Regions from separate parts of the Mus musculus genome. Here region 1 is linked to region 2. A link is a contact called in public promoter capture Hi-C data. All regions are on one chromosome and are shown on one strand. Each heading gives the region's core, a stretch centred on a gene start, on an enhancer-like site or on the middle of the called end of the contact. The rest is flanking DNA. Distances are from core to core; before and after follow the strand shown.

Region 1 (4,331 bases), core at 1,231-3,730, 400 kb before region 2:
GCACTGCACAAGACAATGCATCTGTCTCTAGAACAGGGAGGAACAGAGAGCCCACAGTAAATATTTTTAATATAAAAAGAAAAAAAAACAACAAAAACTTCAGGGTTAGGGTTGGGTGGAAGTAGTGGCTCAAGCATTTAATTCCAACACTGGGAAGACAGAGGCAGGTGGATCTCCGAGTTTGGGGCCAACCTGGTCTAAAGAGAGAGTTCCAGAGTAGTCAGAGCTACATAGTGAGACCCTGTCTTAAAAAACAAAACACAAGAAAACTCAAACCAAAATTAAAAAAAAAAAAGAAGTGTTTTCATGCAACTTTCGGCCCTCATTAAGACCCGTGTATTACATGGGCCAGCCAGATGGCTTAGAGGGCAAGGGGCCTACTGTCAAGCCTGGTGACACAAGCTCAGTCTGTCTTATACACACTGTAGAAGAAAAAAGCCTGGCTCTTGAAAGTTGTCCTCTGTTAAAATGTAAGCTCTGTGAAGGCATAGGGTTTTTTGTTTTTTGTTTTGTTTTTGTTGTTGTTGTTGTTGTATTTTATTTTATTTTATTTTATTTTATTTTATTTTATTTTATTTTATTTAAACTCCACTGTTAGCATTTGCTGGAGCTAGGAATATTCCAGAAGGTCAATTCCAGTGCCACTTTGCTATACTAGTTAAATCCAGCTCAGACCCCTGGGAGGAAAAGCAGAGCTAGGGCAAATGCAATAAGTGTGGGCTGCCCACGCTAATTCTTCTTGGTCTCCTGGGGGCCCCGTCATTTTGTTCCTGTGCTGGTGGCCTCCTGAAATTCTTGTTGAATTCAGCTGGTCTTTCTGGGGGAAGGGAGAGGGGGTATGTGATGAAAAGAATAAGAAGCAGTAAGCCATGAATACTGTCATGTTTTCCTACCGCAAAGACATTCTTATCTGGTACCAACCACAGTTCTGTGAAGAGATTCAGAGATGCTGGAAACGAAGCTTCATTTTCAACCTCACCTACACACTGTTTAGCTGCCTCCCCCCTTCCTGAAATCAGGCCACAGCTCCCCTTTCGCAGGTCTCTCTCTGGGACAGAGTTGATAAGAAAGTGTGCTGAGCTGGAACCTTGTGGCACCCACCCCCAACCCCTTTCAAGACAAGGTCCAACTTTGCAGCTTTATCTAACCTGGAACTCAATATGTAGACTAGGCTGACCTGTGACCCTATTGCCACCCAAGTAGTGAGATTGTGGGTGTATGCCACCATGACAGGCTGAAAAACTATTTTAAAATCAACTCTCAGTACAGGTAACAAAAGTTTATATGAAAGTGTTCACCATACCTAGCAATAAACATGTTCTAGGTTAGGTTAAAATGTAAGCCCAGCATGAAGTCCAAGTAGGGTAGAAAAATGAGCTATGTAGCTTTGCATGAAACCTCTATGGGCAGAGTTTCATTAAGAGGTCCTATTTTTGACTTGACCCTTTGCTCTTTTTGGTGGGTGATGGGCCATGATGATTGAAACAGGGTCTCATTGTAGCCCATCCTGACCTGAAGTTGCTGTGTAGCCAAGAATGATCTTCAACTGTTGACTCTCCTGTCTCCATCTCTAGGTGCTGGGATTAAAGAAGGCGTGGGTCACCATGGGATGGCTACATTTGGCTGTCAGTTTTACTGCATCTGGAATGAACTACAATCCAGAAAGGGAGGGTACACATTTGAGAGATTTTTTTTCTTTGTTTGAAATGGGTGAATCTACTTCTAATCTTGACCTTTGGGTAGGAAGACACACACCTTTGATCCGGATCTTAAGGCTGGAAGAAACATATCTTTGATCCAGATCTTGAAGTGGAAAGACATACCTTAACTCTGGACCATATCTTCTGCTGAAAGTTAATATAAGGACATAAAAGGAGGAGGCCTTTGCTCTCTGCCTGCTTGTCCTCACCTTGCTAGCAGATCCATTTCTTCACTGGCATTAGAGCTTACTTCTTTGGGATTCTAGCATATACTGAAGACCAGCCAAGACATCTAGTGGACACCTTGTGGACTGAGCAACTACTGTTCTTAGACTTTCTGTCCACAGCTAGCCATTGTTGGATTAGCTGAACTATAGCCTCTAAGTCATTCCAATAAATCCCCATATATAGAGATAGAGATAGAGATAGAGATAGAGATAGAGATAGAGATAGAGGTAGAGGTAGAGGTAGAGGTAGAGGTAGAGGTAGAGGTAGAGGTAGAGGTAGAGGTAGAGGTAGAGATAGAGATAGAGATAGAGATAGATTTATTCTATAAGTTCTGTGAATCTTGACTAATACACAGCATTATTCCAGGCCTACTCTTCTTTTTCTTTTCCTATGAAAAAATCCAACCTTTAACACTATAAACTCTTGCAAACCTTTCTGCAATTTGGCATTAAATATTAAAAGTTATAAAATGTTTATAGCCTTTGACCCAGCAATCCCGGACCTTGGCAACACATTCTAAGAGAAACATTGTGAGCACACAAGACTGTGGCCTTAGTTTAACAGTTCTGTGTTAAAAACAGCCTAGATAAATAGCAAGAATAGCAAGAGGGACAAGTAAATATGGATTATTGTGCAACCACTAAAATTTATAATTAGGCAAACTATGTGGTAACTTGGAAAATAGCTCCCAAGATAATGTTACTTGAGGTGACTGGGAGACGCGTGTATACATGCCTCAGGATTCAACTATTTTAGTTTGCACTTTCAAAATGAGGAGACAAAAGGGAGATACAAGAGAAAATACAAACCATGTTTAGCAAGATTGTGGAGGTTTGGTTTCTTTTAAAACTTACTGTTATACTATTACTGTTTGTGTTATTTAAAAATAAGGAGGCGTTCTGGAAGCTCATCTCTGGTTTTGGGAGTTTAAAGGGTTTGGAAGAAATGATTCCGTCCTAGGTTAAAATGAGAGCTGGGGTGCCCTTAGAGGTGAATGGCTAAAATCATCATGGCCGCTGTGATTCACATGAGCATTTCCTCTTTTCTAAGCATTAAGTTAAGAGTGTTTTGTTTCTGTTTGAAAGCCTTATCTTCCTCATCTGTCTCTTTGGCCTCCTTCTTGGCCTATCTCAGGGGCTTCTTTTTGCTACCTTTGAGGCTCAACATGATATCTTCGGCGCCTTCCTCGGACCCTGATCCCAAGCCTTGGTGTCTTCTTGTGCTGAGACCCTCCCACTCTGATGCCAGGCAAACATAGTAGCTGACACTCTTCTGCTCCCACTTCCCTAGTGTTGGATTGTAGATCTGTGCCTTCACACAACTCACACTTGGTTTCTATGCCTATGTGGGCTTGAGGGGTCTCACAGACCATAGAATGGGCTCTGGGAAGGTAGGTTCTGGAGTCTATGAAGAGAGCACTCCTGTTCACTAAGTAGGGAGTCGGAAACTTCACAGAGCAGGACAACAAGAAAAAACATCCAGTGGAAATGGATATGACAGTCAAGCTCTTTGTCAAGACAGTTGATGGGATCTAAAAATGAATCAACAATAACCTCCTCATTTTTTAATAATATTTTTTATTACATCTGATCTATTTGTTTGTTTATGTGTCTGTTGGTTGAGTGTGGAAGCAAGTGGAGGTCAGAGGACAACTTGTGGAAGTCTGCACTCTCTTCTGGGCCCCAGGATTGAGCTCAGATCTCAAGCTTGCTGGCAAGCCTCTTTGCCTGCTGAGCCATCTTGTGGGCCTTCATTTGATGGTTTTAAGGCTACACGGAATGTCCTTGCTTGCAGAAATATATACTTAAGCATTGGAGTATATGGTATAGGGCATTGTGTTAGCATCTTACTGCTATGTGTGTGCATGTGCCTGTGTGTGTGCATGTGCGTGCTGTGTGTATGTGTGCTATTCACATGTATGCTTGAATTTGAGAAGGCCAGAGACTCTCAGGTATCCTGCTCGATTGTTCTTTGTTTTATTTTCTGGAGACAAGATCTCTCACTGGCCTGGAACTGTGCTGACAATCAGCAGGCACAGTGATCCTCACTGTGTCTCCAGTCCTCACATTGCTAGGGTGACAGGTTAGCATGGCCATGCTCAGCTTTTTACTTAGGTGTTGGGGATTCCAGCATAGGTCCTTATGTTTGTACAACAAACTCCCACCCGAGTCACCTCTCTATCCCCAACATTTTACTCTTTAATGATTTCTGAAGGAAAAACTCTTTGTGCTACATTTATACATTTCTTAGACGTTTTGAGGTTTTTAGAAACAAAAGAAAAAAGGAAAAGCCAAATTATATTTTTATATATGTATGTATATATACATATATGTGCACACACACACACACACACACACACATATATATATATGTGTGTATATATATATGTTAGACAGAATGAAC
Region 2 (4,256 bases), core at 1,438-3,937:
CTCTGCTTCAATCAGCCTCAGCCATAGGTCCTCTTCCCAACATGGATGGAAAGAGGGAAGGGGATGTTGACCCAGCCCAGGAACCTTGCAAGAAATGGCTGTAGGGCTGGGTTTCTCCGTGGCAGGCTCCTCATCCTTTCCCTGTGTTCTGAGGACTCCTCTGTAAGTTTTCTCTAGGCTTCTTTCTATGGCTTGTTACCCAAGACCTGTACTGTCGCCCACAATGCTACGGAAGGAAGCCGTTTCCTAACTGTACCCAGAACAGGAGAGCATGCAGCTTCATGCCATAGACTTCTCAGACTCCTCTCTAATCACTGCCCTCCAGGTAGTGTGTCCACATCACCTTGGATGTGCTGACACCTGGTATGGATGGATGAAAGAACTGGCCAACATCAATGGTCCTTTCTTGGAGGTGCCACCTACAGAGAGACAGAACCCTGGGCACTGTCTGTTGGGGAAAAAAGTACTTCCCCTAACTTCCTCCCAGCCACACCCATCTCCTTGTCCCCATTTGTGAGGCTGTGCCCTAGAGTTATATAACGTCAACGTTTCTACTTCCCTGTGTCTCAGCATCCCACTAGCTCTGAGCTCTGAGCTCTTACCTACCATCACTCCCTGCATCAGCAGCTCAAACACTGAGGCCCGTGTCCTTCCTACAAGGACTAGAAATCCCCAAGGATTCACAGCTGTCCTATGCTGCCGGATCTCTGCCCTGCCGGAAGCAGACTCAGAAAGATCAACATGGCCATGGTTGCATATCTGCTCTGTGATAAATCTGACAGAGAAAGGCCAAAGTACCCTAAGACACAACAGCATTCTTGCCTGCAGTGGAACTGAAAACTCAGAGCGGTTTTGAAAGGCTCTCTCACCCTGCTGCTCCCAGAAGCCAGGTCCTACAGGCACCAAATCTTGCCTGGTTCCATTGGCACCGGGGAAGCACACAAATGATTAAAATAATAAGGCAATGAGAGATGCCCCTTACACCAGAGTACTCTGTCGACATGACCAAAGGGTCACCCCATAACAGCTGCTTGCAATTCCTAGTGGGTTTCATGTTCTGTCTTGCTCAAAACAGTCAGCAGTGGTAGACAAAGGCCTTTGGCCTCTGTGTACAGGCTCCTGTCTCTGCCTTGCCCTTTATCTTGCTTTACTTAAAGCAGACTTTGTTAATCTGGTCAGGTTGCAGGACGTTCCTCCACCTGGCTTACAAGGTCTACCACATCAGAAGTCAGGAGCAGTGTGCAATCTTTTATCTCCTGCGTCTATAGCTAGACAGCCCCTGGTCAGTCTGCCTTCCCTGTGGACAGGACCAGCTGCTTCTTTCAGGACTTCTCCCCCTCCGTAACTGAGGGGACACATCAAGCCAGGGGAAGCAACTAGCTTATATATATTTCAGTTTGGCCTTGATTGCTCCCAAGCAGCTACCCCTGTAGCTCAGCTACAAACAAGGCTGTGCTTTTGCTCCCCATTTAGTTGGGGATGTGCTGGTGCTTAGCGACATTCTCCTGGGGGAAGGGGAAGACAACCCCGCATCAGTACATGTGCCTGTTTTCACAGTGTAAATATTCTCCCTGTGCATCATCAGGAAGAGATGCAATTATGCGCTATTTCCACCCTATAGACCCAACATGGGTAAATTATCTTGAGCATAGATATAACAAAATAATTAGGAAGTTCAGAATTGTCAACATGTGTTGTCATTTTTTAAAAGTTTTATTTATCATTATTTGTGTCTGCATTTAGCCATATGCACCATGTACATGCAGTCCCTGAAGAGGCCAGAAGAGGGCACCCTGTTGCCTGACCCTCCCGGGGCTGGGATGGCAGAGCTGTGCCACCAGTCTGTTGTAAATTGATACAATTTAACTTTAACTTTTGAGACTTTAACTTTTGAGACTCGTTCTTGCTGTGTGGTTCAGGTTGGACTTTGATTTATTTATTTTTACTTATTTTGTTTGTGTATGAGTGCTCTGCTGTGTGTACACCTGCATGCAGAAGAGGGCATCAGATCTCTTTATAGTGAGCCACCGTGTGGTTGTTGGGATTGAACTCAGGACCTCTGGAAAAGCAGCCAGTGCTCTTAACTGCTGAGCCATCTCTCCAGTCCTGGACTTGGAATTTATTATGAAGTTCAGACAGACCTCAGACTCCCAACTCCCTGTCTCAGACTCCCTAAAAGTTTGTTAATGGTGACTACATTTGATAAATTGCTCGTAGAACTCCTGAAAAAATGGATAGTTGGCTCTCCTACACCTGCAGCTGACTCTTCTACTCCTTTTTAAGCCTAGGCAGTTGCTTCCATCATGGTCTCCTTCACTGCCAGGCATCTTTTTCTTTGGAGAAACAGCTTCTTTCTCCCACTCTGTCTTGTCTCCAGAGAAGCAATCACATGATCAGCAATCGTATGATCCCACAGCGCTGAAGTAAGTGAGTAATACCAGAATACTGTCAGCCCTTCCATGATGGCTTTGGTTCCCAGTCAGCCACTGAAAGCCTCTGATTTTCCACAACAGCTCCAAGCACAGACAAGTTAGTACTTGAGATGTGCAGTCTGCAAGAAATGAGGCCACTTTGGCGGGTGTGAATGAAGTCTGTGTCTGGCTGCTGCAGCTGTCTGAGGAGGGTAGGGCTGGGTTATCTCAGGGACCCAGAGCAGGCGGTTACACCCAGTGCTCGCCAACTGGCTGTTGTGTGTGGACACTGGCAAGCAAATGCCAGGCGTACCATCCTCCATGGCCTGCTGTGTCACCTAATCAGTTCAAGAGTACCAGGAGAACACCTGGGAGGGGTCAGAATTCAATCTCTGCATTGTGTTGTCACACACAACTTTTACAGCTCTTAGTTTTGGGGTTTTGCTTTGTTGGGTTTTGGGAGGATAGTGTGTGGGATGTGTGTGTGTGTGTGTGTGTGTGGTATGTGAGTGTGTGTGGTATATGTCCAGGTGTGTTAATATGTACTGAATCTGGAGGAAGACATCAAGTATCCTGCACAATTGCTGTCTTATTCCTTTGGCACAGGGTCTCTTGCTGAGCCTGGAGCTAGACTTGCTGGCCAGCAACCCTCTTCAGCCCCCAGCACTGCAGTTACTGCACCATAGCTGTTCCCAGCTTTGTGTGTGAGTGCTCGGAATCCAGACTCAGATCCTCATGTGTACACAGCGAGCACTCTTACCCACCGAGCTGTCTCCCCAGCCCCTGTTCTGGTTGGTGTGTTTTGGCTTTTGAGACAGTGTCTTGCTACATAGTCCTGGGTGGCCTGGAAGTGTGTGGAGCAAGATGGTCTTAAACATGCTATGATGCGTGTGCTTTAGCCTTCCAAGCTGGGCCACGGTGACCACTATGTCCTGCTTTCTGGGGTTTCTGCAGCCATGCTCACTGAGGAAGAAACCTGTAGGGCAGCCTTAGCAGACCTAGATTCTGAGCTAGCTCTGTAGCTCCTTGACTATGCCTGGAGGGAAGTGACCTGGCCGGGGAGCATTAGCTTCTTGTTTAGAAAACTTGCTCAGAGAGACCTACCCCACAATGTGGTGGGAGGCATTAAATGAGATGTTTGTCCACTGCCACACCTGAGCACTTAGCCGGAGCCACTTATCTGGGTAGCCCCTGAGGGCTCTCTGGACTCTGGACTCTCTGGAGGTAATGGATCACAGCCCCTACCCCCTCCTCCCCACTTTGTCTCCATCTGAGCTCTGTACCTGGTTTTCCTGGCCGATTCTCATTGCCCCCAGCAGTCACCTGTCTGAAAGTCCAAAGTTTTCAAGGAAAACAAGAAGCACTGAACATACCCGAACTCAAGTCTGTCCTCTTCCAGGCACTGGGGGAATGGATCCAGAGTGACTGTCAGGCTGCAAGGGTCTTAGTAGAACAAAGTTTGTCAACTCAAGGAATTTCCTCTTTCACCCTTTTGGCCTGCGCAGTGTTTTGGAACCATCGGAATGAGTTGCCGAGATTGAGAAACCAGGTTGCCACCTGACCTTGTGCTCACACGCCAGCTTTGGCAATGACGGAATGACTGCTTACACTGGGGAGCTATTCCCTTGAACACTGAGCCCAAGCCCTGCAGCTTGCCAGTCCCACCTCGCCCCACAGCTCCAGGGTCTCCAGCCTGGCGTGCTGGAAATACTCAAAGATTTGAGGCATGCTCGTAGGCATGCGGATTTGGGTCCTCAGGCTGGGATTACCACACAAATCCTTGCACACACTACGTGTACAACTTCCAGGATTCCCACCACCCCATTTATTCATCCCCCAGCCTCC

The links. Promoter capture Hi-C pulls out the DNA fragments that hold promoters and counts their contacts.
Region 1: a promoter capture Hi-C map of liver shows a contact between it and region 2, with 4 times the contacts expected there. The contact joins two enhancer-like sites. A contact is called at or near these places in 10 of 39 promoter capture datasets (the 3T3-L1 cell line, cranial neural crest, embryonic stem cells and 3 more), 1 of 484 Hi-C or Micro-C datasets (nephron progenitors), 3 of 115 datasets of contacts at active chromatin or transcription factors (embryonic forebrain, embryonic stem cells and stem cell-derived neural progenitor cells) and 1 of 9 other capture datasets (embryonic stem cells).

Annotation. Positions count from the first base shown.
Region 1 is chr2:104,533,085-104,537,415 of GRCm38.p6, reverse strand. No RefSeq gene overlaps it. Among named protein-coding and RNA genes, the nearest start is that of Platr14, 24 kb to the left of the region's middle. Within about 2 kb of position 2,480, at least 7 of the 459 cell types and tissues checked have an H3K27ac peak or open chromatin away from gene starts, as enhancers often do. A contact at or near this core is called in liver, where this site is marked.
Region 2 is chr2:104,128,707-104,132,962 of GRCm38.p6, reverse strand. No RefSeq gene overlaps it. Among named protein-coding and RNA genes, the nearest start is that of A930018P22Rik, 8.1 kb to the right of the region's middle. Within about 2 kb of position 2,687, at least 41 of the 459 cell types and tissues checked have an H3K27ac peak or open chromatin away from gene starts, as enhancers often do. A contact at or near this core is called in liver, where this site is marked.